3 separate regions of the Mus musculus genome follow, and all the other regions are linked to region 3. The links are chromatin contacts, called in public Hi-C and HiChIP or PLAC-seq maps. All regions are on one chromosome and are shown on one strand. The core of a region is the stretch at or near the end of the contact, and the rest is flanking DNA. Distances in the headings are between cores, read along the strand shown.

The links. A called contact is a pair of places that touch in the nucleus more often than the background predicts. HiChIP or PLAC-seq counts read pairs in DNA pulled down with a chosen protein or histone mark.
Region 1: a Hi-C map of muscle stem cells shows a contact between it and region 3, with 4 times the contacts expected there. The contact joins two enhancer-like sites. A contact is called at or near these places in 22 of 39 promoter capture datasets (the 3T3-L1 cell line, 3T3-L1-derived adipocytes, the C10 cell line and 14 more), 7 of 15 datasets of contacts at CTCF or cohesin (the G1E-ER4 cell line, embryonic stem cells, hippocampal excitatory neurons and 4 more), 218 of 484 Hi-C or Micro-C datasets (the 3T3-L1 cell line, 3T3-L1-derived adipocytes, the 63-12 cell line and 125 more), 21 of 115 datasets of contacts at active chromatin or transcription factors (the 230-238 cell line, CD8 T cells, the NIH/3T3 cell line and 14 more) and 3 of 9 other capture datasets (adipose tissue, embryonic stem cells and embryonic tail).
Region 2: a contact with region 3 is called in an H3K4me3 HiChIP or PLAC-seq map of neural tube, with 4 times the contacts expected there. The contact joins the promoter of Ccdc115 here to the enhancer-like site in region 3. A contact is called at or near these places in 1 of 15 datasets of contacts at CTCF or cohesin (the NIH/3T3 cell line), 6 of 484 Hi-C or Micro-C datasets (the HL-1 cell line, bone marrow-derived macrophages, nephron progenitors and 2 more), 25 of 115 datasets of contacts at active chromatin or transcription factors (Th17 cells, astrocytes, bone marrow-derived macrophages and 16 more) and 5 of 9 other capture datasets (adipose tissue, embryonic stem cells, liver and 2 more).

The regions. Positions count from the first base shown.
Region 1 is chr1:34,398,417-34,402,180 of GRCm38.p6, forward strand. No RefSeq gene overlaps it. Among named protein-coding and RNA genes, the nearest start is that of Mir5103, 33 kb to the right of the region's middle. Within about 2 kb of position 1,460, at least 24 of the 459 cell types and tissues checked have an H3K27ac peak or open chromatin away from gene starts, as enhancers often do. A contact at or near this core is called in muscle stem cells, where this site is marked.
Region 2 is chr1:34,438,400-34,441,778 of GRCm38.p6, forward strand. It overlaps Ccdc115 (coiled-coil domain containing 115), which reads right to left and starts at 1,273. Exons shown (of 5, transcript NM_027159.2): 1 at 829-1,273; 2 at 644-747; 3 at 451-533. The coding sequence starts at 939. It overlaps Imp4 (IMP4, U3 small nucleolar ribonucleoprotein), which reads left to right and starts at 1,430. Exons shown (of 9, transcript NM_178601.3): 1 at 1,430-1,528; 2 at 1,642-1,750. The coding sequence starts at 1,526.
Region 3 is chr1:34,217,059-34,220,669 of GRCm38.p6, forward strand. Dst (dystonin) reads left to right here. Exons shown (of 103, transcript NM_001276764.1): 55 at 752-814; 56 at 1,277-1,518; 57 at 2,338-2,467. Among named protein-coding and RNA genes, the nearest start is that of Gm26788, 41 kb to the left of the region's middle. Within about 2 kb of position 1,888, at least 4 of the 459 cell types and tissues checked have an H3K27ac peak or open chromatin away from gene starts, as enhancers often do. A contact at or near this core is called in muscle stem cells and neural tube, where this site is marked.

The sequences.
Region 1 (3,764 bases), core at 210-2,709, 180 kb after region 3:
TTTTACCCCTGTTACTTCAAAATGAAAAAAAGAAATTAAAAAAAAAAAAAAAACCCAAGAACATGACTGTTTCTAAATGTGGAGGAGGAGAAAGTTTTTTGTAGATAAAAGGGAGAACATAGCCAGAGGCAGACACATCTGGAAGAGCCCAGAGTGGACGTGACCAGGCTGCGTTGGGCCATGTAAGCAGAAGTAGAGGGCAAGGGAGAAGGAAGAGAGGGGCAGGTGAAGCAGCCAAAAGGTCAAAGGTTAAAAAGGGGCAGGTAACTAAACCATCTGGATGATATATGGAAGAGCCTTTGCGGGAAGGACAGCCCAACCCCTGGGCTGGAGAGTTCAGGAGTAGGGGACAGCTGTACCCTATAACAGGTAGGGACTGGGCCATGTTGAGAACCTGGCAGTCAGGTCTACTTTGATATGTTAAACAGGCACCTCAGCCATTGGGGTTTGAAACGTAACAATTTTAATGTCTGATAATTGGGGATTCATAGGAGGCAGCTGCCTTGATTTTAGACACTTTGAGAACCGTGAAGCTCAGTTCTGGGGAAGCACTTCAGTGTCCTCTACTGGGAAAAGGACTTTACATATCTCCATGAAGTTCCTACAGAGTTCAGTTCACCAGAGCCTCAGGAACAAAAACGGAGACCAGAACATTTTCCGGAAACTTCTATAATCCCACTTTATAATCCCATAATAGAGACTACGTACTCTGCATAAGAGAAAAGATCATCTCAGGGTCTGGATATTTTCTTTCTGAGCTCTTTAGAGAAAGATCAGAGCTAACAAACCAGGTAGGATGGAAACTCCCCTTGATATGTTGTCTTTACTCAGAGAAAAGCAAACTGCAGACCTAAGGCAGCAGGGAGGTCAGGGTACCAAACTCCCGCTGTGAGATGCAGCAGGGACTTGCAATGGGAAAGCAGCTGCCTAAAGCCCTGTTCACCAACGTCCTGTGTGCTGCTAAGGATGGAGATAAGTCGGATTTTTGGGAGGGGTCTCCCCAAAGGGTCCAGCACACAGTCTTCTTTCTAGCCAGAGAAACTCCGTTTATCTGTGAACAACATCCTGGAGAAAGTGGCCCTTGGAAATGCTATCTGTGAAATGTCACTGTGTGCTAGGGACAGAAGCTGTTTGTTTCCACAGAGGTAAGGGCGCCCCTGCGGCTTTGGATGCTCATCTGCCTTTGCTCCAGAGTTCTCATTTACGGCACCTGATACTGCTGCATCTGCCAGGACACATTAGTTCCATCTCAATGGCTGCCTCTGCCAATTAGAAAGAATTTAGCATTAATGAGGGTCTGGACAACTAAATTGCTACCCATCGCTAACTCCAGAGACAACTGGGAGGGAAACATACTCCTTCAAAGACAGAAATGTGTTTTTCCACTCTAGCATAAACACACAATGATAATACGTTTATCTTGGCAGCCAACCTATTTACTGTGACTGATTACGTCAGCGTTCAGATCTGCTGTCCAGTAAGAGTCTGAGTCAGCCCAAGACAGTCCAGTTCAAATTATGCTCCCTTCCAACTGTCTAGATGTTCTGAGTTCTCACCTACTACCAACACAGACAGTTTTGTTTTCAAATCAGAGTTGCTCAGGGTCCTGAAGTGATTGTTCCAGGGTGGAATAGTTTAGTAAGGGGCAGGAGACATTTATGAAAGCATGTTGGATTATCTTATTTTTTTTTCTGGCTTTTGTCTTTGCTTTAATTTCTTTTGATTCCCAATTTTTTATTAGATATTTTCTTCATTTACATTTCAAATGCTATCCTGAAAGTCCCCTATACCCTCCCCCTGCCCTGCTCTCCTACCCACCCACTCCTACTTCTTGGCCCTGGCAGCCCCCTGTACTGGGGCATATAAAGTTTGCTAGACCAAGGGGCCTCTCTTCCCAATGATGGCCGACTAGGCCATCCTCTGCTACATATGCAGCAAGAGACATGAGCTCTGGCGGTACTGGTTAGTTCATATTGTTGTTCCACCTATTGGGTTGCAGACCCCTTCAGCTCCTTGGGTACTTTCTCTAGCTCCTCCATTGAGGGCCCTGTGTTCCATTCAATAGCTGACTGTGAGCATCCACTTCTGTATTTGCCAGGCACAGGAATAGCCTCACAAGAGACAGCTATATAAGGGTCCTTTCAGCAAAATCTTGCTGGCATATGCAATAGTGTCTGAGTTTGGTGGCTGATGATAGGATGGATCCTCACATGGGGCAGTTTCTGGATGGTCCGTCTCTTCATCTTAGCTCCAAACTTTGTCTCTGTAACTCCTTCCATGGGTATTTTGTTCCCCATTCTAAGGAAGGACGAAGTATCCACACTTTGGTCTTCCTTATTCTTGAGTTTCATGTGTTTTGCAAATTATATCTTGGGTATTCTAAGTTTCTGGGCTAATGTCCACTTATCAGTAAGTGCATATCGTGTGAGTTCTTTTGTGATTGAGTTACCTCACTCAGAATGATACCCTCCATGTCCATCCATTTGCCTAGGAAATGTTGGATTATCTTAATTGGACTTTTAATAGGCAAGAATCAGGCATTCTACACTCTGGTGGGGGAGACCAGAGGTATCTGGAAACACATTCAGATTGACATGTCCCGTAAACATTGCCACACCCAAACTGTCCTAAGGGAGTCTAAGCTGAGAAATGTTACCAAATATCTAACTCACAGGCCTGGCTGGCCCCTCAGAGGAATCCCACATATTCCCATCTGAGCACACACCTTCTAAGACATTCAGAAGCTGGTAATACTACAGAATAAGGAGACAGCTCCCACAATATAAATTACAGTTCAAGAGGAGGAATAAAGGACCCACTAAAATGAGAGAGAATTTTATTGTGGATAGCAGAGAGATCAAGAGAGCAAGAGCAATCAAAGAGGGTTGGGGGTGGGGGAGACCAGAGCTATCTGGAAGAGTCTGGAACAGACAGAAAGAGAAACAGACTGCACATGGCCAGGGCTAGCGAAACGGAAAAGAGAGACTTCTGGGTACAGTAAGAGATATAGAGACTGAAGAGGATTGATTCCAGGCGTTGAGGAGGATGAACAGCTACAGGGAGGGAAACCCATGATCTGAAGCAGAGAATTTGAGATGGAAGTAGACCCGGTGTGAGAGGGGCCAGGATGCTGGTGTAGGGGCTTTGAAATATGTAACAGGTACTTGTGGGGAGGGACTGAGGAAGGCTGGAGATAGGTGTGGGTTTGGGTAAACAGCCACAAGTATTTGTCAGTGGATCCATATGTCCTTCACCAGAGGCAAGGAAAATGATTCCTTTTGGTAAACAGAAAAAAAGATTCACACCCTTTGTACTTCAAGGAACTAGTTTCTTTAAACCTGACATTGCCTGCCTGAGTTTAAAAACAAAACAAAACAAAAAACCTGGATTGTTGTTTTGTTTTGTTCTGTTCTGGTTTTTTTTTTTTTTTTTTTTTTTTTTTTTTTTTTTTTTTGGAGACAGTCTCTGTACATAGGTCTTGCTGTCCTGGAACTCACTATGCAGATCCACCTGCCACTGTCTGGGATTAAAGGCATGTGCCACCACACCTGCCTAGCCTGGTCTACAGAGTGAGTTCCAAGGAAAACATTTAATTGAAGAATGTTGAGTTCATTATCAGCACAGTTCATTATGTCTCAGAGAGCCGAGAGTTCTGCATCCAGATCAAGCAGGCAGCAGGAAGAAAGAGAAATCCATTGGGCCTGGCTTGGGTTTCTGAAACCTCCAACCCCCTCCCCCAACCCCCTCCAGCCCACAGTGACATA
Region 2 (3,379 bases), core at 23-2,522, 220 kb after region 3:
GAAATATTCTTGGCAGTTGCAAAACAGACGTAATAGCTGTGGTCAGTCGATAATAATGGGGTGGGCTAAGAAAACATGATTCGTTCCCAGGTGAAGATGCACCTTTTAGATGTGTGGTCCCTCCTTGTGGTTTGACCAGATGCTGTGAACCAATCAGCTTAAACGCCAACATTCCTTTAACCCTCTTACCCAACCATGTTATGTCAAGGAGGCTTGGAATACACCCCATTCCCTTAGACCTCCTCGGGCGGCTCTCCTATCCTGTTACTTGAACCCTACCTATCAAAGTATAAGAACCCCACCCTCCCACACCCCCGCCCCCCAGACATTCAACTCTCCAGCTCAGACGCTCTCCATTAATCAGATTCCGAATGAAGCAATTTCCTTAAATGTTCAATGAGTTTTGTCTTTAGCGCTGAGTAAGGGCTGACAGGTGGAAAGGAGACTTACATGCTTCGCTAGGCCCCACTTCCTCGGGGGTCTGGGCGTCAGCTTTGATCACCCTGAAGGTCTGGGGTCCATCCTGGGCCTCGCTGGGAAAAAAAAAAAAAAAAAAAAAAAAAGGGAAGTTGGATCTCTGGCCGCGCCGGCCTAGGTCCTGCCCATCCACTCTCCAAGGGGGGGGGGGGGGGGGGGCGCTCACCTGGCACGCACGCAGACCTGAGGCTCCATACGCGAGGCATACTGCAGGGGTCCTACCGACTTGGCTCCCATGGCATAGCGAGCCTTGGCAAGTGAGAGCCAACCCTGGGGAGACAGGAGAGACTTGAGACTGTTTTCCCTCCCTGTGCCCGCTTTCTATCCCTCCTTCCATTCCCCGTGGCCCACCTCCTCCACCCTGGCGTTCAGCGCCGCCCGCTTCGCCTCCAGTTCCTCCAGGTCACTGAGCAGCTGTAGGCACTTGGAGTCCAACTCCTCTCGCAGAGCCTGGACCGCCATGGCCCAGCCAGTCTTGGGACACGCGCGGATGGGCGGAGCCACTTCCTTCCAAGCCGCCGAATCACTGCGCGGCCATGTGCATGACAGCCAATAAGCGCTCAAGATCCGCCCTTAGGGGGGCAGTACTAATCGTGACCCGGAAGTCAAAGGCTTCAACTTCCGGGTGATCCCTGTCACCAGCCAGGACGCGGATTAGCGCCTGGAGCGGGATACTTCTCGAATCCGATGGCTACCAAAAGTCGGACCTTAACTTGAATCTAGGAAGCCATGCGCACAGTTCCTGCTTTTACTCTTCGCTAGCCTGCTGCCTGACCAGCTCAAGCACCGGTGAAGCCGCAGACGGACTAACTAATCAGGACGGTCTTAGACCACGTGACATCCCAAATCCGGGTAATTAATTGGTTGCCCGTCTGACCAATCACCTTGCGACGCCCTCCTCCATTCGCCATCTTAAGATGGGGCACTCTGACCGGCAGTGGAATCGAGTGAAGCCTCTAAAGGCCTTTTTGGTTGAGGGCGGAAGTGATCACTGCGTGGTGCCAGCAGCGCCAGAAGAGTTGGGACTCGTGAGGGAGCGGCGCTCATCATGGTAGGATGTTTTGATTTCCTGTTCTGGTTTAGCGGGAAAGAAGGGGACTACGGGAGGGCTGAGTTGTGGTCCTCGGTGCTCCGAAGTGGATGGTGACCCTGTGTGTTCTCTAGCTCCGTCGGGAGGCTCGCCTGCGCCGCGAGTACCTGTACCGCAAAGCCCGGGAGGAGGCGCAGCGATCCGTTCAGGAGAAGAAGGAGCGAGTCAAGCGTGCTCTAGAAGGTAAGGCCTCCCTGTGCTGGTGGGTTACAAGTCCTTGCTCGAGCATACTACACGGAGGTGTAAACGCATTTGAACTTAATGTATTTGTATCAGGGTGGCTGGTCATCTTTCCTTTCTCTGCTCGTTAGGTAGGACCTCACTGCTCACTGGTTTCTGAATGATCCCACCATGTGATAGTATGGCCGTTTATGCTACAGTTGCCCATGTCTACAGGTTGATTGCCAGTTTTGCTTACAGAATATCTAGTTTTTATTTAGTTTTAAAACATTGCCTCTGTCGGGTGGCGGCGGCGCACGGTTTCAATCCCAGCCCTCGAGAGGCAGAGACAGGCCGATCCCCGAGTTCGAAGCCAGCCTGGTCTACATAATGAGTTCCAGTACAGCCAGAGCTAAAACAGAGAATCCCTGTCTCGAAAAACCAAAAACCAAACCAAATCAAGCAACAAACCAACAAAAAACCTTTGCCTCATCTAATTGATTCCCATCTTAGGGAATGGGTCTGCAAGAATCCTTGGTATTTGTTTTTGTTGTCTTCTTCAAAACAAAATTAGAAAAACCTGTTATTGATTGTTATAATTGTCTTGCATTTTAATTCTTCTTCCATTTAGAATTTGACATTCGTTTTACAGGTTAGTTTAAAACTTTGCCTTACATTAATTCACATTTTCATTTGCCCTAATAAATGAAGATCCTCTATCACAGAGCTTAATTGGAAATGTTCTATTTATCCCTATTTTGCTTTTGTATCTAAGGAACTTCATGTCTCCCGCCTGATTGATAGTACAATATCCCTGGTGCCAGTAATTAAATTCCGTTCCTGTAATTTAGGACTATAAAGTATATGTGTGTCATGTAACGTTTTTTTGAGTTAAGAAGCATAATGTTAGGGCTGGGATTGTACCACAGTTGTTAGAGAGTGCTTCCTAACATGAAGGAGGCTCTGGATTCTGTCCCCAGCCTGACTCAACTGTGCCTGGGGGCCTATGTCCCAACACTGGTAAGGTGGAGGCTAGAGGATCAGGAGTTCAAGGCTTGCTTTGGCTGCATGAGTTTCAGATCAGCCTGGGCTATATAAGCATAATGTTAAGTATCTGTGACCCATTACCATAACTTAAAAAAAAAGTTTTAAAAAAATGGCTCAAGGATTCAGAGCACTTCCTGCTCTTTGAGAGGACCCAAATTCATTCCCTACTACCCATATAGAGTGACTCACAACTGTCTGTAACCCCAGGGATCCAGTGTCCTCTGGCCTTAGCAGCTACCTGAACACATGTGAACTCAGGCAGGAACACATACACAGAAAAATGATCAATATATTAGCATTTGCAACCATCTATTATTAACTATATTATTATTAACTATATTAAATATTGCATTAAAAGAAACTGTTGTAAGTATTATTTGTGTTCACATTATGCCTACTTATATCCCTAGGTTATTAGCGTATGTGTTTGGCTTTGTATTTGTTTGGGTTGGGGGCTCAGTATTGTTTCTAAGATGCAGAAGGAATGGTTGGACTTTTCTTCTTGTGGGTATCCCTAGGGAGGCTCCTTTTCCTGTGGCAGAGGAGAGCTTATGTCACTTGGTAGCTAGCTTGACAGAGTGCTGCTGTGACTCTCTCCCTTCCCTC
Region 3 (3,611 bases), core at 638-3,137:
TGGGTGCTAGCATGAGAAAGTTGGATTTTATTAACATTGTGGTTATGGAGACATGCCAATCCCAGATAGTTATGATAATATAGGACAAATAGCTATTATGACCCACTCAGGAGGATCTGATTGGTAGGTAATGGGTTAGCTATGTGTGGTTCCCATGGCGTTTTCACAGGGTAGCTGCCGTGGTACCCATCAGCTTCATTCATTCCTCTTCAGGCACACAGCTGATAGTTAGCACAGCTGGCATCTAAATTCAGGAGAGGCGTCCTCTAGGTCCATGCACTACCCACCCTGTGTTCTCTGTGTCAGCATATGTGGACTTAGAAACAGACGTTTGTTTTGGCTTTTACCTTCAGACGGTTCCCTCGTCTCTTTTTAAATCATTCTGCCTTCATTGGCCCTGTGGTTATGTTGTGTACGCGGCCACAGGTGATGCACAGCCATTAGGCCGAGCAGACATTTTCTTCTCAGTTGCACTGCTTTCTTTAATACATAGGTGCTGGGGACCTTTACCGCCAGCTTTATCATAAGATGACGTTAGCATAAAACATCTTAGCTGTTTAATTTGGGAATCAGCTTTTGATTAACTTATGAACAGTCGAAAGTGAGGCGCCGAGTCACTTGTACGAATGAGCAGTGGCGGTTCCTTTAATGCCGTCTATAGGTAGAAGTACTAGGGCAATCTAAAGTCACTTCATTGTTTGTTTTGTTTGTTCATTGTTTTTTTTTTTTGTTTTGTTTTGTTTTGTTGCAGGTGGAGTAATACTAAATGGTGAAGGAACAGACACAAATACTCAGGATTTCTTGGCAAATAAAGGTGACTAGTAACCCTGTCTGGCGAGTGATTAATGGAGTTTGATGTTTTAGAGGGCAGTAGTTTTGTTGAGATCTTAAACTCGAGTTGAAATGGTCACCATGTCCATGAATATGTTGATATACCTGTCCATCTGAGATAAATGAACCTTTGGTGTTTCACTTTGGGACTTGGTTTTATTTCCTTCCTGTTCATTTGCTGTTTGGTACCCAAGAAATCTGTTATGTTTAAGCTTACAATTCCATCATGCTACCTCTTACGTTTTACAGTTACACAATGCTCCTGAGTTGTTTGTTATTAACTTGCAGTATGACCTCTTCTTTCTATCCTAAAAAGTCTGTGGTTCATCGTAGCAGGCTTAACAGTGTCAAAATAGAAGAAAACGCTGTGTACAATCAGTCTAATGCTATCGCTCCTCTCCAAAAGCCTCAGCATGCATTCGTGTACTTTTCTTCCTGCTCGTAGGTTTAACATCTATTAAGAAGGACATGACTGACATAAGCCACAGTTACGAAGACCTGGGCCTCTTACTCAAGGATAAAATAGTTGAACTGAACACTAAGCTCTCCAAATTGCAAAAGGCTCAGGAAGAGTCCAGTGCAATGATGCAGTGGTTAGAGAAGATGAACAAGACGGCCAGCAGGTGGCGCCAGACACCTACACCTGCAGACACTGAGTCTGTGAAGTTGCAGGTGGAGCAGAACAAGGTAGGCTGGGTACAGGGCAGGAAGGCGCACTGAGTGGACTTAGCCAGAGCAGCCCTGGGGGCCATGAGCTCGGTTCTGTTTTCTCCCTAGACCTTCATCAAATAATGACTGTTTTGTTAAAATCAGTCACATTGGGGCAACAAATTGTCACTTTTCCAGCCCTCTGACATTATAAAAAGGAATAAACTGTAGGGTATGAGTAACTTTGCCGTCTTTAAATCAGCTTAAATCTGCGATATTAAGTAATCAACTTTTGGGAAAGATTTAGTTATGGACTAAATGTATCAAGTGTCTGGCCTGTCTACTATAAAACGGGACGGCTAATACCGTCCTCTTTAACAGCATTTCTGTACTGCCAAGATTAGGAAAGTAGTTTCTCACCACCATGACAAAAATTTGGGCAAATTACCAACCCGTACTTGAATTCTGCCATGTGGAATCTCGAGTAGAGTTTCAAATTCTGGAAGCCTTTACCAGGGCTGATTTGCTTCTCAGTTAACCTCACTGAGAGCAGCTTGCATTGGCCCAGCGTCGTTTGAAAGCAGGAAATTACAGACGGCAGTCATTACATCCACAGAGTGTTCCTCTGTGGGGTTTCTGTGTCTCACAATTGAAGATGGTCAAGGGGAAAAAATAAGAATTATCAGCTACATAACCCAGGTCCTTGCCCACTCCAGCATTTGATGTGTGTATGTGTGTGTGTGTAGGGGGGCGTCCTTTCTGAGTCATTCCAGAGTTCCAGAGAAGAAATGCTTTTTCTCTTTTGATGCCATATTTTTTGTGTAGTTAATTATTGTTTTTTTTTTTTTTCCTTGTTAGTCATTTGAGGCAGAACTGAAGCAAAATGTAAACAAAGTGCAAGAATTAAAAGACAAACTATCAGAGCTTCTGGAAGAGAACCCAGAGGCTCCCGAGGCCCAGTCCTGGAAGCAGGCACTGGCAGAGATGGGTGAGTCCATCCGCGCACTCGGGCTCACGGGTGCTCACGGCCGCTTGGCCAATTTCATGGTCAACGGAGTGTTCTTCAGAAAACATCCAGGAGTCTCGTGTGCTTTTGGATTTCCGTTAAACATTTCAGAATCTTTTTTTTTTCTCTAAGTATTCAAAATCATGGGTGTTGTTCTGAGAGCTGTCATTCAGCTGTTTTTATGAAGAAGGTTCATAGTTGGTAATGAAATGCTATGCGCTGAGTAATGTTTTGATTAGTGTTTATTTTCTTTCATTCGCTTTATGCTCACGGATTTTCTTGCATTCATCCGGAAAGGGCAGGCTCCCATCTCCTCTGTGAGGTCACTTCTGGGGCTTCTGTCTTCTCAGCTCTTCTTTCTTCTCTCAAGCCAGTGTTGAAGGAATACGGGGCCTCCCCTCCTATCCTGTCTTTGTATAAACTGCTCGTAGGTACAGAATTTCCTTCAGTTTGTGAGATAAAAAGACTAAGAAAGTAAGTTTCCTACTTTACTCTGTCGTTTGGAGGTTTCGGTAAGTTTAGATATGTCTAGGTAGGAGCCGCAGTGTGCACAGTGTGAAGTGGATCCCGTTGGTCCTTGGAATGGCTTGACTTTCAATTATTTCACCGTAGTTATTTCAAACCTTCTTCCCATCACTTTTTGGCACCGTAAGCTTAGAAACAACTTAAGTGTTCCTAATGTTCAGAGGCAGACAGAATCGGACTCAAGAATCCCCCTGCATCGTGAGGGTTTCCCCTATGTCAGGGACTCTCCTAGGGCTATCAGAATTACTTGCGAGTATGGGCAGATGTTTGCGAGAAGAGGTGTGGCTGAAGGGTGTGCGTTTCCTACAGAGCCTCCACCCTGCAGGGGCTTTGATACTTCTCTACCCCATGTGCTTTTGTTAACAGCCTCGCCAGTCAGATTATATAGGATTGGAACTTCTCCTACAGAGGAACGCCATTAAATAGAAGCCCCTTACTACATTCTATTAAATACTGTCCTTTAGTATACTGTGCCAAGTGACAAACACACAAACCTCTCGGGGCTTTGTGAAACAGCTCACTCAGTAAAGTGCTTGCCTAACTTAGCAGCATCGGGACAGTTCTGTCCCAGAAGCCATGCAGAAGTGTTTGACGTGGCAGC